Regions from separate parts of the Rattus norvegicus genome. Here region 2 is linked to region 1. Evidence: chromatin contacts called from public Hi-C data. All regions are on one chromosome and are shown on one strand. Each heading gives the region's core, a stretch centred on a gene start, on an enhancer-like site or on the middle of the called end of the contact. The rest is flanking DNA. Distances are from core to core; before and after follow the strand shown.

What was found. Hi-C and Micro-C count contacts between places; a contact is called where the count stands out from the background.
Region 2: a Hi-C map of hepatocytes shows a contact between it and region 1, with 1.6 times the contacts expected there. The contact joins two enhancer-like sites. A contact is called at or near these places in 3 of 12 Hi-C or Micro-C datasets (hepatocytes, kidney and liver).

Annotation. Positions count from the first base shown.
Region 1 is chr15:54,373,014-54,377,588 of GRCr8, forward strand. No RefSeq gene overlaps it. Among named protein-coding and RNA genes, the nearest start is that of Chchd2l2-ps5, 74 kb to the left of the region's middle. Within about 2 kb of position 2,463, at least 2 of the 93 cell types and tissues checked have an H3K27ac peak or open chromatin away from gene starts, as enhancers often do. A contact at or near this core is called in hepatocytes and liver, where this site is marked.
Region 2 is chr15:54,542,425-54,546,999 of GRCr8, forward strand. No RefSeq gene overlaps it. Among named protein-coding and RNA genes, the nearest start is that of Cysltr2, 94 kb to the right of the region's middle. Within about 2 kb of position 2,182, at least 31 of the 93 cell types and tissues checked have an H3K27ac peak or open chromatin away from gene starts, as enhancers often do. A contact at or near this core is called in hepatocytes and liver, where this site is marked.

The DNA.
Region 1 (4,575 bases), core at 1,213-3,712:
CCATTCAGAGGGAAGTAGTACACATTACAAATTCATATCCGTCCTTTCTTCCCTCTCTCCTTGACTCCCTCCCTCCCTCTCTCCCTCCTTCCCTCTCTCCTTCCCTCCCACTATCTCTCTGAAGAGATAGTCTAATTACATATGCAAGGCTGACTCAAACTTGTAGCCCTCCTGCTCCAACCTTTCCAGTGCTGGGTTTATAGGTGGGAATCGTCATGCATAGCTGAGATTCTTATAGCCCTCCTTCCCAACTAGGGACTGAACCCATGTATATACTAGGCAAAGACTCTACTACAGAGTTATATGCCTTCCCATGTTAAAAAAATAAAATAAAACAAAACAAACAAAAAAACAATTATTTTGATACAGAGTCTTGCTAAGTTACCCAGATGACCTTGAACTTGACACCCCCTAGCCTCATCCCTTCAAGTGGCTAGGTATGCACTGCCACACACACACTGTGGTAGTCTCAATTAGAAAAGTTAAGAACACAAAGTAATAGTTTACCCACCCAATGAACATAAATCTTGAATATTTCTTAAATGTCTAGACAATGTTGTAGAGTTGGGATAAAGGCTTCGCTAAAAGAGTAGGCAAACTCTGTGTGACCGTTTCTTCATGAAGCATACATACATAATACATAACAGAAATACATAAATCAAATTACAGAAATTTATGATAAATCACTGAGCACAAACCACCACTGACAGCTATGGACAGTAACTGGGAGAGCCTCTCCTAGGAGAAGTAATGGAGGTGTGTTCTGGAGCCCAGGGAGTGGAGTAGAAGAGAAGCACATACCAGGCAGAGGGCACTGAAAGAGCAAGGGTCTCATGCTGGGAGGGGCGTGGGAGAAATGGAAATAGAGTCGAAGAGATACAAGCAGGTTCAGAGTACCAAGAGCTTGTGAGTGTGGGAAGGGAGGGAAGACATTCAGGGGTGTCTTCATGGTGGTCTGACTGTGTGTGCTCTGTGAAGTGAGTCTGCATGAATTGTGTAGTGCAAATTGGAGGGAGGCCAAAGAGGACCCAGGAAGGAGGTCAGTTAACAAGGCTATGCTGGTAGCCAGGTGAAATGGGAGTGTTGACTTAGTCAAAGCATTATCATAGAGATAAAGGGAAACAAAGAGATTGGAGAGGTATCACAAAAATAGAATATCTAGGATAGGGTATCCATTAATGGAGAATGACAGAAAGGGCATCAGAGATCATTAGCGTTGCCAAGATGGCTGTGTGCTGGAGGAAAAAGCATGCTCTGTAAATGTGATCCTTGAGGTAGGATTGAAGATGGCCTATGACTTAGCAGTCAAGGACAAGAAATGGCCTTATCTCGGATATTCAGAAGATAGTTGTTTGAACTAAAAAGACTAAAGAGTGAGCAAGCCATCCCATGAGAAAAAGTCCTTGATGGTGTCCCCAAGTTCAATTTAGGACCTTGGATCCCCATTGATTCCCACTGTGTCCCAGCAATAATAAAATAAAGCAGCTGCAAAGAGAAATGAACTCATTTCCTTGGTCTTTTCTGACCATTATTTGTTACTCAACACAGAGTTACTTTAAAAATCAAATATATTCAACAGCAGAAGCCACCACTTCCCCTTCATCACTGCATAAATGACTGGATTCCCAGTCTAGGGAAAGTACAACCTTGACTTTTTGGGTAGTACAGCTCACAGACAATTGTAAAAGAAGACTTTAGTTGAAAGGCAGCTGGCAAATGAGAGGAATCGGACAGGAATGTCTACAAGATGTTTCTGAATTTCTCTCAACGTGGAGCTTTCTTGCTTAAGAAGAGGATTGACTATGTGCTGTCAGTAGACAATTTGGTGGCTGCATGAGCTGAGAAACATATCTAGCCATTCACTTAAGACATATTCTGTTTCTCTCTTCTTAATAGAAACCTGCAGTGGTAATTAAGAGAGCATGTTCCACAGCCACCCTTTCTGCCACTCATCATCTCTCACAGCTACTGCACCACGTCCCAGTGGGGAAGGCACAGCCATGGGAGTCAGAAAAAGTAGGTCTAAATCCCTGGTCCCTGGGCAAACAGTTTCATGGTTTTGGATCTTGTATTTATCATGAAAAAAAAAACAAGAATAATTGGATTATATTTTAGCTATAATGATGACTCACGAATCTATTTTTACTTCCAGATTTCTCTCCTCAGATTCTTACTTCTTATGTTCCATTCCTTCCTGGACACATTCTACATGTTTCAGAGGTAACTCAAATCCAATTTTTTTAAGTCTAAATTCATTTCTAGCTCTAGTCCAAACAGAAAAACAACATTCCCATAAGGTTCCTATATTGGCGAATATGCCCCCTGACCAGCAAAGTTTGGACAGCATCTGTGACTTCACCTTCAATCCACTTACCATATCCTGTTTTCAGCTAGCTGCTGTGTCCTGTGGATGCTAGCTCCCATCTCTCCACCCCCTTCTATCACACTAGCAGAAGCCACAGCTATCTTTCTGTCCAGACCTGCTGTGACCTTGTGACCTGTCCTCTGTGCTCACGTACACTGGACATCGGACTCATTCAGCTGATTTTGAAATGTTCCTGAGACATGCTTTCCACTGGGCCTTTATCAATGCATCAGCACTGTTCCCAAACTTGGTCAGAGGAACTTCTTATTTGCAGAGGGTAGTGGTTAATGCGGAGACTCACAACTGTTCAACGTCCTCAGACGAAGTGACCAAGTGCGTCTGTGTCAAACCCTTCCTCCAAGGCTCCAAGAAAACATTGTAAAAAGAGGGGCACGAAGAATGTAAGAGGCAGGGGATGGAAGGGAGGGCTGTGAAAGGTTGGCCTCTGGCTATGACATGGCCATGACACTTGCACTCATGAATGGACAGCAGCTGTGCTTACTTGAACAAGACCTGCACAAGCCAAGCCAGTTCAAGCTTCTAGCATGAAGCAAGGAGAGGCTCCCAATGACCACTTCTAGCTGAGAAGTTAATGGAAATTTATGGATGCTAAGGGGAAGGCAGTCTTTTTTTTTTAAATGAACATTGGTTGGTCTCCCTGTGCCCAGATAGAATTCATTGGATTATTAAATTCAGTGAATATTTTTAAAGGAAACAAAATTGAGCAATTTTTGAAGGTAAAGCAATTGAAGGATGTAGGGCTGGATATGATCTGTAACAGGAAGCCTACCAGAGGAGACCACTCAGAGTTTACAGCCAGCTGAAAGTCCCTGTGCCAGCTGGCTGGGGGTTACAGTCACGTATGCAGGGCTCACATGTATCACCAAGCATTTAAAGGATGTAAAGGGGAAAAAAATTACATCTTGGTATTGCAGTTGGAGGTTTTATGATAAGCAAGAAGTTTAACAGAAGCTAAGCTAGCTGGAGCATCCTGACCTTGTGTTCCTAGAATAGAGTTGGGTAATTTTCTCTGGGGTTTCCCATCAAGGAAATTCTAGTCAAACCTAAAATGACCTCAACAGAATACAAATGGAGGCACCGCTGCACTGTCTTATCCTGTCACAGACTGAGATGGATTGCATGTATGCATAAAATTCCCAAAGAATAGTATATATTATATAATATCAAATAGCATATATATATGAAAACAATTTTATAATCTAAAGAAATAAAATAAAAAGATATGGTTCTGTTTGCCTAATGTGTTTTGCCACATCCCATTTGTTCTCTGTTTTTCTCATGGCTTTTCTTGGAGAGCATTCTCTCATTCCCAGCCTCCTTGAACCAAGTAAAGCAGCCCTGCTCAGCAATCCATAATGTTCAGTGCTCTTCTGAGTATAGCATTCACAAATCTCATTTCAAAGCCTTATCTATTTTCCTCTTATACTTAAAATGTGTACCCTACCCAGAATGCTTACTGGTACTATTTGAAAAAGAAGAAGAAGCTCAGAGAGAGAGAGAGAGAGAGAGAGAGAGAGAGAGAGAGAGAGAGAGAGAGAGAGAGAGAGAGAGGAGAAACATAAGAAGAGAGGGAATGAGAAAGCATTGGTTGAGAATAATATGTCATTCCTAAAAGAAATCTATCATTTTTTGCAATTTAGGGTCAGGGGGCTTCAGAAAGAGAGCTTCACAGATTCTTGCCTGCAGGAATGGGGCACGTGTATAGAGCATTTCCTGAGTTCAGGGTGGAGAGGCCCCTACTTACCCTTTATGAATGTGATACCCCATGGTTCGTGAGAAAGCTTTTTCACTCTTTATGCTGCAAAGTCACTTCATTTCTTTGAGACTTGCGTGTGACATAACCTGGTTGAGCAAAACCACCTCAAGATCTCTTCCAATGCTGGTTCCGGTTCACAGGGAAACTCATTCTTTTTCACCTAAGACTTTGAGGCCCCATTTGTTTTCTTCCCGCATGCTCCTCCCCACTTTCTAAGTGTAGCAGGTGAAAGTAGGGGTTCCAAAGTTTTGGAGAAAGGTGGGCAAGAGTGCATATGCTGCTGGCCCTGTATTTTGTACCTCATTAGACTGACTCCTGTTTACAAAGCTCTGTTTGACTTTCCAAACCGTCCACTATATTTTCATAGTGTTCTAGATGCGAAGTTAGCTTTGAATTTGGAAGCTTACTCTCCGCTGTCACCATCTATTGACAA
Region 2 (4,575 bases), core at 932-3,431, 170 kb after region 1:
ACAGAGAGTTCTGGCAATTAATAACGAGAGGGGGGAGAGGGAGGGGGTGGGGGTAAAGAGGGACTGTATCCCTCTCACTCCTCACAGGAATCCTCAATCGCATTTCTAATCTGGGACAATAGACTGAAAGGTTAACATGCGATAAAGCTGTGTGATAGAAAGATGGTGTTCACCGTGCTATTTTGTTCCCTCTGGTTTCCTAGAAGCAAAAAATCTATCAACAGCATTCATTTGAGACCTCTAGAGACACAGGCCTGAAAATGTGCATTTTGCTTTACCTTTGTAGGACACATGAGTGTGACTAGCTCGGTGATGAGGGTGGTGGGGGCTCTCAGCAGATGCTGGCTGCAATGAGACGAGCTTGCTGCCGCACTTTGTGCCTATAGAGAACTCTAAGCCAATTGTTCCAAGTGTGGTGTTGACACTGTAACACTGCATCTGTGCAGGTCTGGAAATGTGTGCATCCATGTTTGTGGAGGTTTAGAAGACCTGGGGCGAGCTTGAGTCATGACACCACAGGAAAACAAATGGTCTGGAAGCTTAACATGGCCAACACAAGCCTGTGTGGGCGTCACCCTCTTGGGGGACTTCTAACTATTGCTTGGCATTGGAGGAAGTACCACAATGGCACCTGTGTGTGGGGTAGTGGAGGGCCTATCTCCATGTCACCTTTGTATAACCAGGGACCTCCAGATGAGCAGCCACAGGCTCCCAAGGAAGCTGAGAGGATAATATCCCACACTGTCCTTTTAACAGCTTCAGCAACGGGTAGGTGTAGCCCAGTCTCCGAGGTAGCTGCTTGTGGGTCAGCTCCCAAGCAGTGATGAGACCTGAAGCCAGTATTTCTCAAGAGCCTGCTCCTGCTTTAAATACAAATTACATGGCTTGGAGTTTCCCCACCCCCATCTTCCCCGAAAGCAAACAGGGTATCTAAGAATCTTTTCATTCAATAAAGAGCTCATGACCATCGTTTTGCCCCTGGCACTGGTCAGGACTGAGGAGTCAGGGACAGAAAAACAGGTTAGGGGGACAGCTTAGATTCTTGGGGAATGTCAGGTCAATAAACCAGTGAAGTATCAGAAGAAAAGTACTCAGTGGTGATTCTTACAGTATCCTCTGGGTCTGAGGAGACCATGTATACCTCTGATGGTGGCCAGAATGTTTCTGCAAAAAAGCCAATGTCTAGGCTGAGTTGCAAGGGCAAATGTGTCATGGTGACTAGTGGCCAGGGGGATACACACAAATCCTTGGACTGCAAGAAACCACAATGACCCCAGGAGGCACTCTCAAAATAATAAAGGGAGCTGTTGTTTATCCTCTGGTGCCCCCCTCTTCAGTGCGACCTTAGGCAGCACCTCAGCACCGTAGCCTTCAGGCCAGCCCACAATGCTGTTCCACTGCAGCCTAATTAGAACATCAAAAGGAGTCGGAGGAGATAAAGCAATGAAGGCTCAAAAACGTGCACAAATCTTGCTGACCACCTGGATTTTCTCCTGTTACCATAGCTCTGGAGACTGCAGAGAATTAAATCTTGGATACGGAATCGAACTCCGTCTTTAGACAAGTTAATCTCCCAGAGCCTCCAATTCCCTAGTTGTCAAATGGGGATATGAATCACTGCTGCCTGGCAGTGGGGTTGGCAGGGCGAAAGAGACGGTGTGTAAAGCAGGGCTCTGCAGTCAGTGCTTAGTGAATGTTACTATCACGGTGCAGCACTCCTGAGATGCTCTGCCCTCTGTCCTCTGCGATGCTCTGCCCTCTGTCCTCTGCGATGCTCTGCCCTCTGTCCTCTGTACGGCACCAATAGTCAGACTGCACTGAAGGTCACTTTCCCCAGTCGGTTTTATGGACGAGAAGTGTTATTTGTTTAGTTCTCCCTAGAAATTCTAGCACCAAGTTGTTGTTCCCTCCTACCCGTCCGCCCCCATACTAATTGTGAAACCCATCATGGTCATCGTAGGCTTTTGTGCTGGGGAGAATCGTGACTATTTGAGTCTTCTTTATCTAGGGACATGATTTATCATAAAGACTTAAGTAGTTTATAAGCTTGTGTGTCTTCACTTGTCAGCGGCCCTAATTCTCTTATTTCCGTGGAAATTGCTCACAGGCTTCCAGATCTGTCTTACTGCTCTGGCCCCAGGGATGTTATATTTCACTGGCCGTTGAAATCAGTGCCTGTCATTTTCCAGGCTGACGTTCACTGGGTGAGTCAGATGTTTGGGTATGAACAGCAGAGCCTCCGGTGCAGCTGCCAAAAGGGTGTGTTTGCCTTCACTTCCGGGGACCCTCTCTTAGCTGCCACCTAGTGGTGAGTTTTATGCCGGTAAAACATGGCTCGGGAGAAGCCATTCACAAGCATCTCTGGTAATGAGACCCTCTGACGCTGGGAGCCATGCCAATGGTGGCGCATAAATATTTATTCATCTTTGTAAATGACTCTACATGATTTGGAGATACTAGTGGCCAGTTCTGAAAGGAATTCCACTTTATAGTTCTCAAATAGAAATTGAGAAGTTTCCAAATGTAGCAATAGTTCTTTTCTTCAAAATGTACCCCAGCAGAGAAAGGACTAGGCTGGCACCAAGGGGGTGAGAGTATTGTTAATATTAGCTCAGTCTTCAGATTGTGCCAAACTCTAGTTTAAATAATTACACTATCCCATTTACTCTATTTCAGTCCTGACGTATCTGTAATAATAGCAAAGTAATTATCTTTCTAGGTTGTTATTGTTGCTGTGGTTGTTATTTTGCACATGGGATAATCAAAAGTCTAATGTCATTTAACTGCTGAGTGACAGGACTGGCATTCTAACCAAGCTCCCTGACATCCGCCATGTTCTTGACTATCACTAATGGATGCTCTTTGTTTCTCTGTTCCTTCAGGATTCCAGCATCTGCTCATCTTCCAAACATCTACGAATGCCCAGGGTTGGCCCCATTGGTCAGCTGTGATCTATGCTGGCTGCCTTTTCTTTATGAGGTACTTATATTCTTGGGGGAATGGGGAGTAGCAAAACAAGAATTTTCGTGCACACTGATGCTACACTGAGATGAACTCCTGGAGCTAAGAGTCCTATGGAGCAAGCAGGTTTGATCCCCTGGAAAGAGGACCAATTGTTCCTATGAGATAAATGGAAAATTGGCAGGTTCAAGGAAGAAAGGAGCTTTGTCAAGATGCTCCATGAAGAATAAGCAGCGGGCACAGGTCATCCCAGGTCCTGGAGGAGTCATCCTGGGACACTATTCACATGACTGACTAGCTTCAAGCAGAGACCAAGATGATGGTCTATTTGGACATTGACTTTGCCTCGGTGCCTAGAAGAATGCTGGCCACCACCCCATTCTGAAGAACACTGTTTTGCAGGAGAAACTCCTGTAGAAGAGGTGAGGAGCCTTTCTTTCCTTGGAGAGCTAGACTATGTGTGGAATGCTGTCCTGGGCTCTGGTGGGAAGTTTGTTTGGCTGTGTGCCATAGCTCAAGGCTCACCCATCCCTCAGAACCTCATAATTTAAACTATAATTTAAAACTATAGAGAATGAATTACTGTCCCATCAGGCATAGACTAAGGGCAGAGTCTGTTATGGTTTGCTGTTGAGCGTTGATGGTATCTTCTAAACACAGTGCAAAGGAACCGGGGGAGCTTTGTTAAAGTATGGCCTTCGGGAGGCCACATTTTCATTCTCATCTCTCGGATACCTCCCAAAGTTACAAACTTCACTCATCCAAAAAGCCATTTTGCCAAATTATGAGAACCATGAAGACAGGCCTGCTGCACATGGCTACATACTGCTGGATGGCTGCTTGATCATTTCTGTATCCTCTGCAAAGTACCAGCCTCACTGTATATCTCCCCCTGGGACTTGAGGGCACTTTAGACTTCCTTGTTAGCCTTTCCAACGTTTCCCCTTTGATTCAGGTTGAAATGTTGATCTAGAATTGGATCCCAGCCTGGTGTTCCCTCCACAGTTCATTTTGTGTCTTTTAATCAGATCCCCCTTCTATCTCCCCAAAGAGCATTCTCCTTCAGGGCTTGTGGCATCCCTTCCTTTCAGCATTTCTACTAAGCTACTACAGTGGGGGTCACTGAAGCTTGCTCACAGCGGTCACATGCACGGAAGTTACTGTGCGCATTGTTGTGGAATCTGGAAGGACTCCGCACCCATTCTTCTAACTTCTCCTGATGTCTCTCATCCTCTTAAGCTTCCTCAAGACTAGGATCTTGAAGATGTGTGCTTACATTCTGTACCAGCCATTTTAATAACTTTGGGTAATTTCCTTAGTCCCCTTGTGCCTCGTCTTCTCTGCATATAAAAGCAATCATTGCATAATGGGCTCACTAGATTGTCTTTGGTATTGGGAGGACAGGAATCACATGACATCAAGAACAAGACCTGACCATCTACACATCAAGTCTTTGCTTCCCTTGGACAGCAATTATCCCTACTCTTAACTACTTTCTTTTTAAGTCTCTTAAACCACTTTTTAAAGATCAAATAACAATTTATTTCCCCTGTCATTTTTGGACAATATATGCCGTAGAAATAGTTTGTAAAGAAGGTCAGAACACTAGTTTGA